Linked DNA regions of Rattus norvegicus: region 2 is linked to region 1. A link is a contact called in public Hi-C data. All regions are on one chromosome and are shown on one strand. The core of a region is the stretch at or near the end of the contact, and the rest is flanking DNA. Distances in the headings are between cores, read along the strand shown. Region 1 has its middle 7.8 kb from the start of Tnfsf9. Region 2 holds the start of Brcc3 (BRCA1/BRCA2-containing complex subunit 3).

What was found. Hi-C and Micro-C count contacts between places; a contact is called where the count stands out from the background.
Region 2: a contact with region 1 is called in a Hi-C map of mammary epithelial cells, with 2.3 times the contacts expected there. The contact joins the promoter of Brcc3 here to the enhancer-like site in region 1. A contact is called at or near these places in 3 of 12 Hi-C or Micro-C datasets (the A7r5 cell line, kidney and mammary epithelial cells).

What each region holds. Positions count from the first base shown.
Region 1 is chr9:2,021,022-2,025,418 of GRCr8, reverse strand. No RefSeq gene overlaps it. Among named protein-coding and RNA genes, the nearest start is that of Tnfsf9, 7.8 kb to the left of the region's middle. Within about 2 kb of position 2,043, at least 40 of the 93 cell types and tissues checked have an H3K27ac peak or open chromatin away from gene starts, as enhancers often do. A contact at or near this core is called in the A7r5 cell line, where this site is marked.
Region 2 is chr9:2,071,585-2,075,981 of GRCr8, reverse strand. Brcc3 (BRCA1/BRCA2-containing complex subunit 3) reads right to left here and starts at 2,055. Exons shown (of 1, transcript NM_001127300.1): 1 at 1-2,055. The coding sequence starts at 2,041. The coding sequence ends at 1,166.

The sequences.
Region 1 (4,397 bases), core at 794-3,293:
GGTCCTCCCTTGTCCCACCTATATACCCATGGTCCTCCCTTGTCCCACCTATATATCCATGGTCCTCCCTTGTCCCACCTATATACCCATGGTCCTCCCTTGTCCCACCTATATACCCATGGTCCTCCCTTGTCCCACTTTCACTCTCATTGGCCCCCTTCCTCTTCCTAAATATTTTTTGAGACTGGGTTTCATGGAACCCAGTCTAGGCAGCTCACTTCTTAACAAAGGATGACCTTGAATGTCTTCCTGTTCCTCCTGCCTCTACCTCCCAAGTGCTGGGATGACATGCTTCAGCCACTAGGAACTTAAGTGAGAAATACTCCCTCTGTTCTACCTAGGGGGCATCAGCCCACGTCATGTAGACTCATCAACCCATGTGCCATGTAGACCCAGAGACTCACCATAAAATAGGAAGCAAGGCGACGAAGGTCTTCCAGGGACGTTCTGAGCTGTGTGCCTTCACAGAACTCTGGACCTCCCTTTCTGGGAAAGCAGACAGCATTCCCTAGTCTGTAGCTGACAATCCTGAAGCGCTGTGCTTAGGACCTCAGAGGCAGGAAGCTCTAACCACCATGTTGAGCTGAGTTCCCCCTCCCTACCTTCCTCACCACCCACCCACGTGGTGAAGTGACCGTGAGCCCTAGCTGTCCTCAGAGCCTGGAAGAACTCAAAGGAAGAAAGCAGTTATAGGGACCTGCCCTACAGTGTCGGCCTAGAGACTCCTCTCCCACCTCTCAGGTCCACTGAACACATGTCCCCCAGAATTATAGTCACACATGGTATTTTCTGAGAAGAAAAGCAAAGGTTTGCTATCCCAAGGTTTCTAAGGCAGGATTCCATTTAAATTTGCTCTCACTACACTCAGTGTCAGCTAGAACGAGCTCCAGCAAAAGCTCCATCCCTGGACCACACCTCTAGCCCCTCATTGGAGGACTCTAGGTGGGGCTCCACCCCGAGGTCAAGCTCCCAGCCCTTCACTGGAGATTCTAGACAAGACCCCACCCTGACTGTGACCCCAAACCCTCACTGGGGGATTCTAGGCGAGGCCTAGCAATCTTCACGTCTCAGCCACTAAGCTGGGATGTTACATGTGCACTACCTTAAGCACTATAGTGTTAACTTTCTCTTTTGTTTTTTTTTGTTTGTTTGTTTGTTTGTTTTTTGATGTAGAGTGTACCCAAGTTGCCCAGGCTGGCCTCCAAGTCCTAGGTTCATGTCCACCTCCACCTCAGTGCTCCAAATGGCTAGGATGGCAGGTACTGGCCACCAGCACACCCAATGAGTGTCAACTGCTTTCTGTTGTCTTATCTTGAGTCAGATATTGATTGCTATCAGCCCAGGGCAGCCTCCGACTCCAATGTACTGAGCTTGCATGCACACACCAGCTGCCAGGCTTAAAAGTCAACTTCCCTGACCCTCCTATGGTGGCATATGGAAGCTTCACAGCATAGGTTCAAATCCCAGCCCCACCTCCTGAGCAAATACCTCTTGGCGCCTCAGTGTTCCCCTCTGAGACGTGAAATTAACACCAATGACTATCTCAAAAAGCAAGGTATCCGCAGTGCAAGAACCAGAATGTTGCCAGCGGGCACTCAGGAAGTGCAGCCATCGCCATCCTTGCCACTGGCAGCCTAGACAGCCTAGCATGTCTCGGTGTCTACACACATGGGCTTGAAGTACTGAAATTCAGTACCCAGTTCCCGCCTCCGAGATGACCTGCGAGGGTTCGAAGAGAACTACGCAGAGCCAGGATTCTGGAGGTGGAGTTAGGAGGATCAGGAGTTCAAGATCAGCCTCAGTTCCAAGTCTAGTTGCAGACCAGCCTGGGCTATGTGAGACCCCTAGACCACCAACAACAACACAACACAACAACAACGACAAAGCCCAGAAGCAGCAGAAAGTGAAGAGAACAGAAATCTCTCCAGTCATCAAGAGGAAATTGTTCAGATTAATGTCGATGAGATCACCAGTCACACGGAGCAAAGACAGTAGTTAGCTCATGTCTTTGAACCACCGTGACAGGCTCTTCCGGCCTGAGCAAACCAAGGGCTGCAGAGGAGTCTGCATTACAATTGCTTCCGGGGATTTGCTCACACTGCGGTGTGGCTCTAGCCTGCACTTCCCTGTGGGCAAAGTTTTGTTTGGGTTCCTCCTCTTTCTCCTCCTTCTCCTCCCTCCCTTCCCCTCCCCTCCTCCTCCTCCACTTCCTTTCCCCTCCTATCTTCCTCCTCCTCCTTCCTTTTAGCCATGAACAGCCTATAGTCAACTAGGCACCCAACAAGATAGAAAAGGTAGCTGTCTGGAGGAAGGGAAAATCAACAGGTACTCCCCTGAGAAAGTTGGAGGGGGCGGGCAGGCTGGGGACCCTTCAGAGGGGCAAGAGTTAGCTCAGTGATAGGAAATCAGCCAGGCTGAATAGAAAGGGAATCCCAGCCTGACTACTATCTGGAAGGGACTCCCCAGTGCTGGCAGAGGACACAGCCATTGGACAGTCACAGTTAAACAGAAACACAAATGACACCCACAGCCAGGACATAGAACAGACGCTCACAGTAACCACAAATCATCACAGTCACGCTCGTGCTCTCTCTCTCTCTCTCTCTCTCTCTCTCTCTCAAAGACAGAGACAGAGACAGAGACAGAGAGATCATTGTCAAACACACTGAAAAGGCAAGGTGTGGCCATTTATATCTGTCATCTGAGCATTTGGGATGCTAAAGTAGGGACATTGTCCCCAAGTTTGAGGCCAGCCTGACTATGTATGCTTCAGGCTAGCCTTAGCTATAAAGATAGACCCTGTCTCATGAGGACAGAAAGAGGAGAAAGGGGAAGAAAAGAGGTAAGAAAAGGGAAGAGATAAGAGTACTCCCACTCTGCTCTTCCAGGGTTAAGTCATCACATGGTGGCTCACAACCTCCTGTAATTCCAGATCCAAGGGGACGTGACGCCCTCTTCTGGACTTCATAGGCACTGCATGTCATCTGCACTTACCCTGAGACAGCTGAGACACACACATATACTGATAAATACAAGTAAAATGTTTAAACGTTTTTAAATATGCCGAGCGTATATAGCTCAGCCAACAATATTTGTCTCGTTAGCATGAGGATCTGAGTTTGATCCCCAGCACCCCTGGCTTCTTGTTTTGTTTTGTTTCGTTTCGTTTCGTTTCATTTAAAAGAAAAAAGACAAGCTGGCAAATGCTTATACTCTTAGCTCTGGAAAGTAGACCCAGGAGGATTCCTGGAACTCACTGGCAAACCATCCTTGACAAATAGCTCTGGGCTCCCCCAACCAGTGAGAGATTCTATCTTTAAAAAACAACTAGGTGGCTCAGCGGTTTAGAGCACTGGCTGCTCTTGCTCTTCCAGAGGACCCAAATTTAATTCCCAGCAGCCACATGGCAACTCACACCTGTCTGTAACTCCAGTTCCAGGGCTTCTGACACCTTCACACAGACATGCAGGTAGGCAAAACACCGAGCACGAAATGAAACAAATTAAAAACAAAGGCAAGCAAACAAGAAGAACAAAAACAGTATTCCACTAGGACATCCAGGTGCCAGCTCTGTGCAGAGCTACCTCCTGCTCAGCCGTGGATCCCAGCGCGGGACACACGCGCCCCCTTGTGGAAGGCATCCTCGACCCAGCTGCAGGGGATGCAGGTGGGAGGGTCTGCCCAGCATTCTGGCTGAGCCTTGGAAGGACGTGATGTTAGAACCTGGAAGCCCAGGACCGGCACCCCGGAGAAGCCTGTATAACCGCGGGATACGATCAGTGCGGATGTTGTAAGGGGAGCCAGGTCACTGTCCTTCCTAATGGGCCAGTGTCAGCAGCACGAAAGCGGCCAGAGCCCATGGGTGCCACTTGAGAGTAGAATCTGGTTTTCAAGCCCAGAAACTTCTCAGCCATTCTCCTTAGGCTCCGCCCACTTCCCAGTTGTCAATCTTCTGAGTCCTGCCGGTTCCCTTGACCCTTTCCACTTCCCTCCCATTCTACCTCTACTACCCTTCAGCTTCCAGGAGACACTTGTTAGTTCCTCCCACCTGTTCTGTCATTCCCTCTGAGTCCTGTCAACTTCCCAGTTGTCACGCTCTCTAAACCTTCATTTGCAGTCCTTCCCAATGGCACCTTCGCTTTCTCAAGCCCCACATCCTCGCTTCTCTGGTTCCTCCGACTTCTTTACCAATCACTCTAGGTTCTGCCCACTTTCCACTATCATCTTCTCTGGTCTTCCCTGACCACTTTCTCAGTCCCTCCCGGCTGCTCTGTCGTTCTCTCTACGCCCTGTCCACTTCCCCAGTCGTTAGCTTCCTAGAGTTTGTGGATTCCCACTTTTGACATCATTATCCCAGCCTCCTGCTTCACCCTCCCAGGTGGTTCGGTTCTCTTGCC
Region 2 (4,397 bases), core at 806-3,305, 51 kb before region 1:
CACAATTTGAAGGCATATATTCCATGTTTGACAGACCTGATGATCTGATCATTCCCTTCTTTTTATTCAGTCTGGGGCCCTACCCCATGGAATGGTGTCACCTACGTTAAAGATCAGTCTTCTCTCCCCACTTAAAACTTTTTTGAAAACACCTTCATGTACACGTTGTATTTACATGATTCCAAATCCAGTTAAGTCAGGCTGAGATGTAGTTCAGTGACAAAACCATTAGGCGGTATGTTCCTTTTTCCTACACAGTAATATTCCACCATAAGAACGGTTTCTTTAGCTGTGGACTCACTGTAGAAAATCTGGGCTGTTTCTGATTTGCAGCTTCCACAGATAAAACTACCAAGAAAAATTTTGTAAAAGTTTTTGTACCAAGACAGTGCAGCTTGGTGGCTGGGTCATGCTAAGTGTATGTTTAACTTAAAAAAAATTTCCAAACTTTTCTACCCAGTCGATGAATTTTTACATTCCCGTCACTGGTGAGGAATCTCATTTGCCCCCTCAACAGGATTTGCTATTTTCACCATTTTTAGTGACAATGTTTACGTCTCTTTTCATTTCTACTGGTGCTATTTACTTTCGAGTTTCAGACACATCTTTTTCACCGACGGTTTCCTCTTCATCTTTCTGCAGAATAAACAGCTTTAATTTTAACAAAGTCCAATCTCTCTACTTTGTTTTCTTGTGATATTGTGCTTTGGAGTTGAAAATGTTAAGTCCTTAAGTCCTGAAAACTTTTTTGGAATAACTTTTTTCCCTAAGTCTTCCATATTGGATTTAAATCCGTGATACATTCAGAGACTCTTTTACATATTTATTTATTGTATATATTTTGTTAGCTTGAGAAGGTTTGATTTGTTGAAATAAATGACTGTCTTTTCCTCTTTGAATCACATTTGTACTTTTTCAAACGTAGTTAAGCACATTATTGTTGGGTTTATTTCCGGATTTTCTTCCCTGTTGCATTGATTCTTCTGCAAATATCATCGTATCTTGATCACTGTAGCTTTACAATAATAAATCTTGAAGTTATGTTAATGTAGGCCCTCCGACTTTATCTTTTTCAAAATTGATTTTTGTTTAATAAATTGTACTCGAGGTATTTCCGTTCACTCCACGTCCCCCCGCCCGGATTTTTTTTTGCTGCTCCCTCGATTTATTCGAGCGAACGCAGCTCCGCCATGAGCTCCTCCTTCTCCCGCTGCAGCTCCCGCAGATGCTGCTGGTTTTGCTCCAATCTGTCCTCTAACCACTGCAGCAGAGGCCCACTCACCGCCGACATCTGGCTGCACAGATTCTTGGTGAAGACCGAGCCATTGTGGATCTTGGTCACCGAGTCCAGATGTGTGAGGCTATGGATCCGCCTGTACGCGTCCTGCTCCTCCTGACACAGGATCTTCGGCAGCTCCACCGCGGACTCCAGGCAAACTTTCCCGATGGTGACGTGGGGAACGACGTGGACGGGGATTTCGATTCTCTCATAGTCTGAGCTTTTCTGGGCTTGTACGGATTGGAAGCAAGTGTAGAGGACACGTCCGGTCTTTGTGTTCTTGTCTTCTATGAAACAGGAGAAAATAAGTCCCACGAAGCCTTGGTCCATCATTTGGTACATGGCTTGCGTGCGAACATCCACGTGTGAAGGCCACACCGTTATGTGAGGGTGCGAATGGTACCAGCCGACGACTCTCATGGGACGGCCAGTGAGTTCCGCCAACCTTTCCGCCTCAGTCGAGGCTGCAGACAGCTGCTCTGGGGAAATCTCCACGCGGTCCTTCCTCTTGTCAGAACGGCGCAGGATGATGACCGAGTGGATGTGGACGACTCTGATCGAATCCACCTTCTCCGGAACCGTGCACACGTCACTTCCGGCGTGTGCGAATTTGGACTCACTCCTTACGTCGTCGTTCAGCTCCCCGATGCACAGACCCATCACCTCCTCTTTCTCCGTACTCAGGGCGTGGTTCAGACAAACCAGAAAGGCGTCCGACTCCAGATGGACAGCCTGCACGGCCTGAACCACCGGCACCGCCATCGTCTCCCCGTTCACTTCCGCCCAAGGCTTCCGGCCGCCTGTGCAAGCGGGTGCTCAGACGCCCCGCCCAGGGACGGAGCCTGGGGTTCAGGGGCCGGGCCCGCACTCACATCCGCCAAGGGCTTCTGTCCGCCTGTGCGAGCCAGTGCTCAGACGCCCCGCCCAGGGACGGAGCCTAGGGCTCAGGAGCGGAGCCAGGGCTCAGGGGCCGGGCCCGCACTCACGTCCGCCAAGGGCTTAAGGCAGCCTGTGCGAACGGGTGCTCGGACGTCCCGCCCAGGGACGGAGCCTGGGGAATCAGAGGCGGAACCCGGGGTCAGGGGCGGGGCCCGCACTTAAATCCGCTAAGGGTTTCCGGCCGCCTGTGCAAGCCGGTGCTCGGACGCCCCGCCCAGGGGCGGAAGCTTGGCCGAGGGGCGTGGCCGGCGTTAAGGGGGCTGTTCAGACGCAGCCTTACCAGCCCAGCGCTTGACCCTCGGTCCAGCCCTGGCCTAGGGTCTTGGGTTCCACAGGGGCTGAGCCTGAGGCTTAGGGGCGGTGTCCGCCAGGGCCTTAGGGGCGGATCCTGGGGCGTAGGGGAGGAGCCTAGGACCTAGGAGCGGAGTTTGGGCCTTAGGGGTGGGTCCTGTGGGACTTGGGTGGCGGCTAAGAAGGCCTGCGCGGCAGGGAGAGCCGCCGGGAGGCCTACGCAGCAGGCCAGGTAGTACGCTGGGCAACGTTCCTGCGCCAGGGCGGACGTGGGCTGTGAGTCGCTCTGGGGAGTCAGGGCAGACTAGACTTCCTAGTGCTGACGTCCATTTTGGGTGCCCGCCCGCTCCTGATAGCACACATCTTTAATCCCAGCACTTGGGAGGCAGAGGTAGGTGGATCTCTGTGAGTTCCAGGACAGCCAGAGAATCTTTGTCTTGAAAATTTTTTAAATTAAAAATTAAATTAAGAAAAAGTATCAGATTAACTGTCGTTGTCAACTGGGTATGGAGTCACTGGAAACACATCTCTATTTTTCTTACCTCATACACATAATACATCCCAACCACAGTTTCCACTCCTCTCATTCCACACTGCACCTCCCCTCTCTTTCAGATGCAGGCTTCCTCCATCTCCCTTCAGATTCTAACTTTTTTAAACATTATTTTAATATCTATATGTCTGAAAGACAAGACCCTTCCTGAGTGTAGATGCCACCATCCCTGGACTGGGGTCCTAGGCTGAGAGTGTGAGCCAGGCTGGGGTCCTGGGCTGGAGTGTGAGCCAGGCTGGGGTCCTGGGCTGGAGTGTGAGCCAGGTTGGGGTCCTGGGCTGGAGTGTGAGGGAGCCTCAGCTTGTCCCTTCCTGTGAAACCTCTTGGTAATGCTCTAAAGAACTTAACCACTCACCTTACTCACCCTCCTGGATTTTTGTCTGTGGGATGATGAGACTCTAGGCAATCTAAGGGTATGTCCACATCTCTGTGTGAGCAGCAGAAGAGCTGGGACAGCCCACGGCTCTCCCTGACTTGCTGGTGACACAAGCCCTGCTCTGAGGAAGTCAGTGGAGATATTCAGCTACCTCTCCTGGTCAGCATTAGTATTTTCTTTTTATGTAAGTAGTGTGTTCTTTAAAACTTTTTAAATTGATTCTTTGTGAATTTCACATCACACACCCCAATCCCACTCATCTCCCTGTCCCTCCTTATCCGCCCTCTGCCTTGCAACCACCCTTACCAAAAGAAGACAAAAAATATATTTTTTTCATTGTGTAAGCTGCAGTGTGTCAGTCAGTGAGCCCAAGCAGCTTCACTTGCAAATGTTCACTGCCGTGAGCCATTGCTCTGGTTTGAGGACCCTGGCTTCTGCTACACCGTCAGTACCGAATCCTCTCTGGAATTCCTCTTGGATATCCTCTTGTTGCCCTGTGTCATGGAGACCCTGCAGCTTTGCATCTACAGGACCTGCCCCTTCACATGCTGCAGCAAGCCATAGGGGAGATGTTGGGGTGCCAGCTCGAAGCCCTGGCCCTGGGTCTGGGTGGTAGCTAAGATGTCAGCTCTCTAGCACTCTCCAGGCCAGGGGACAGATTGGCTCTCCCCTGCCCATGTCACCAGGCCAGCTCTACTGTGCTGCTCAGGTGGTGTGAAGGAACTGCTCTGCCCAGTGCTGTAGCCAGCCAGGGGCAGGAGCCAGCTCTCAAGCCCTCGTGCCCTTTTGCTTGGTCTCCCATGCTGCTCAGAAGAGTGATTAGGCCAGCTATACACAGCCCTTAGACATCAACATGGCCCCAAGCAGCAACCCAAACCAGGGACATCCCCTCGGCCTTTGGTGGTAACGGGCTACAGGCATTAACACAGACCCTGCTGCTGCAGAGCCACGGAACCACT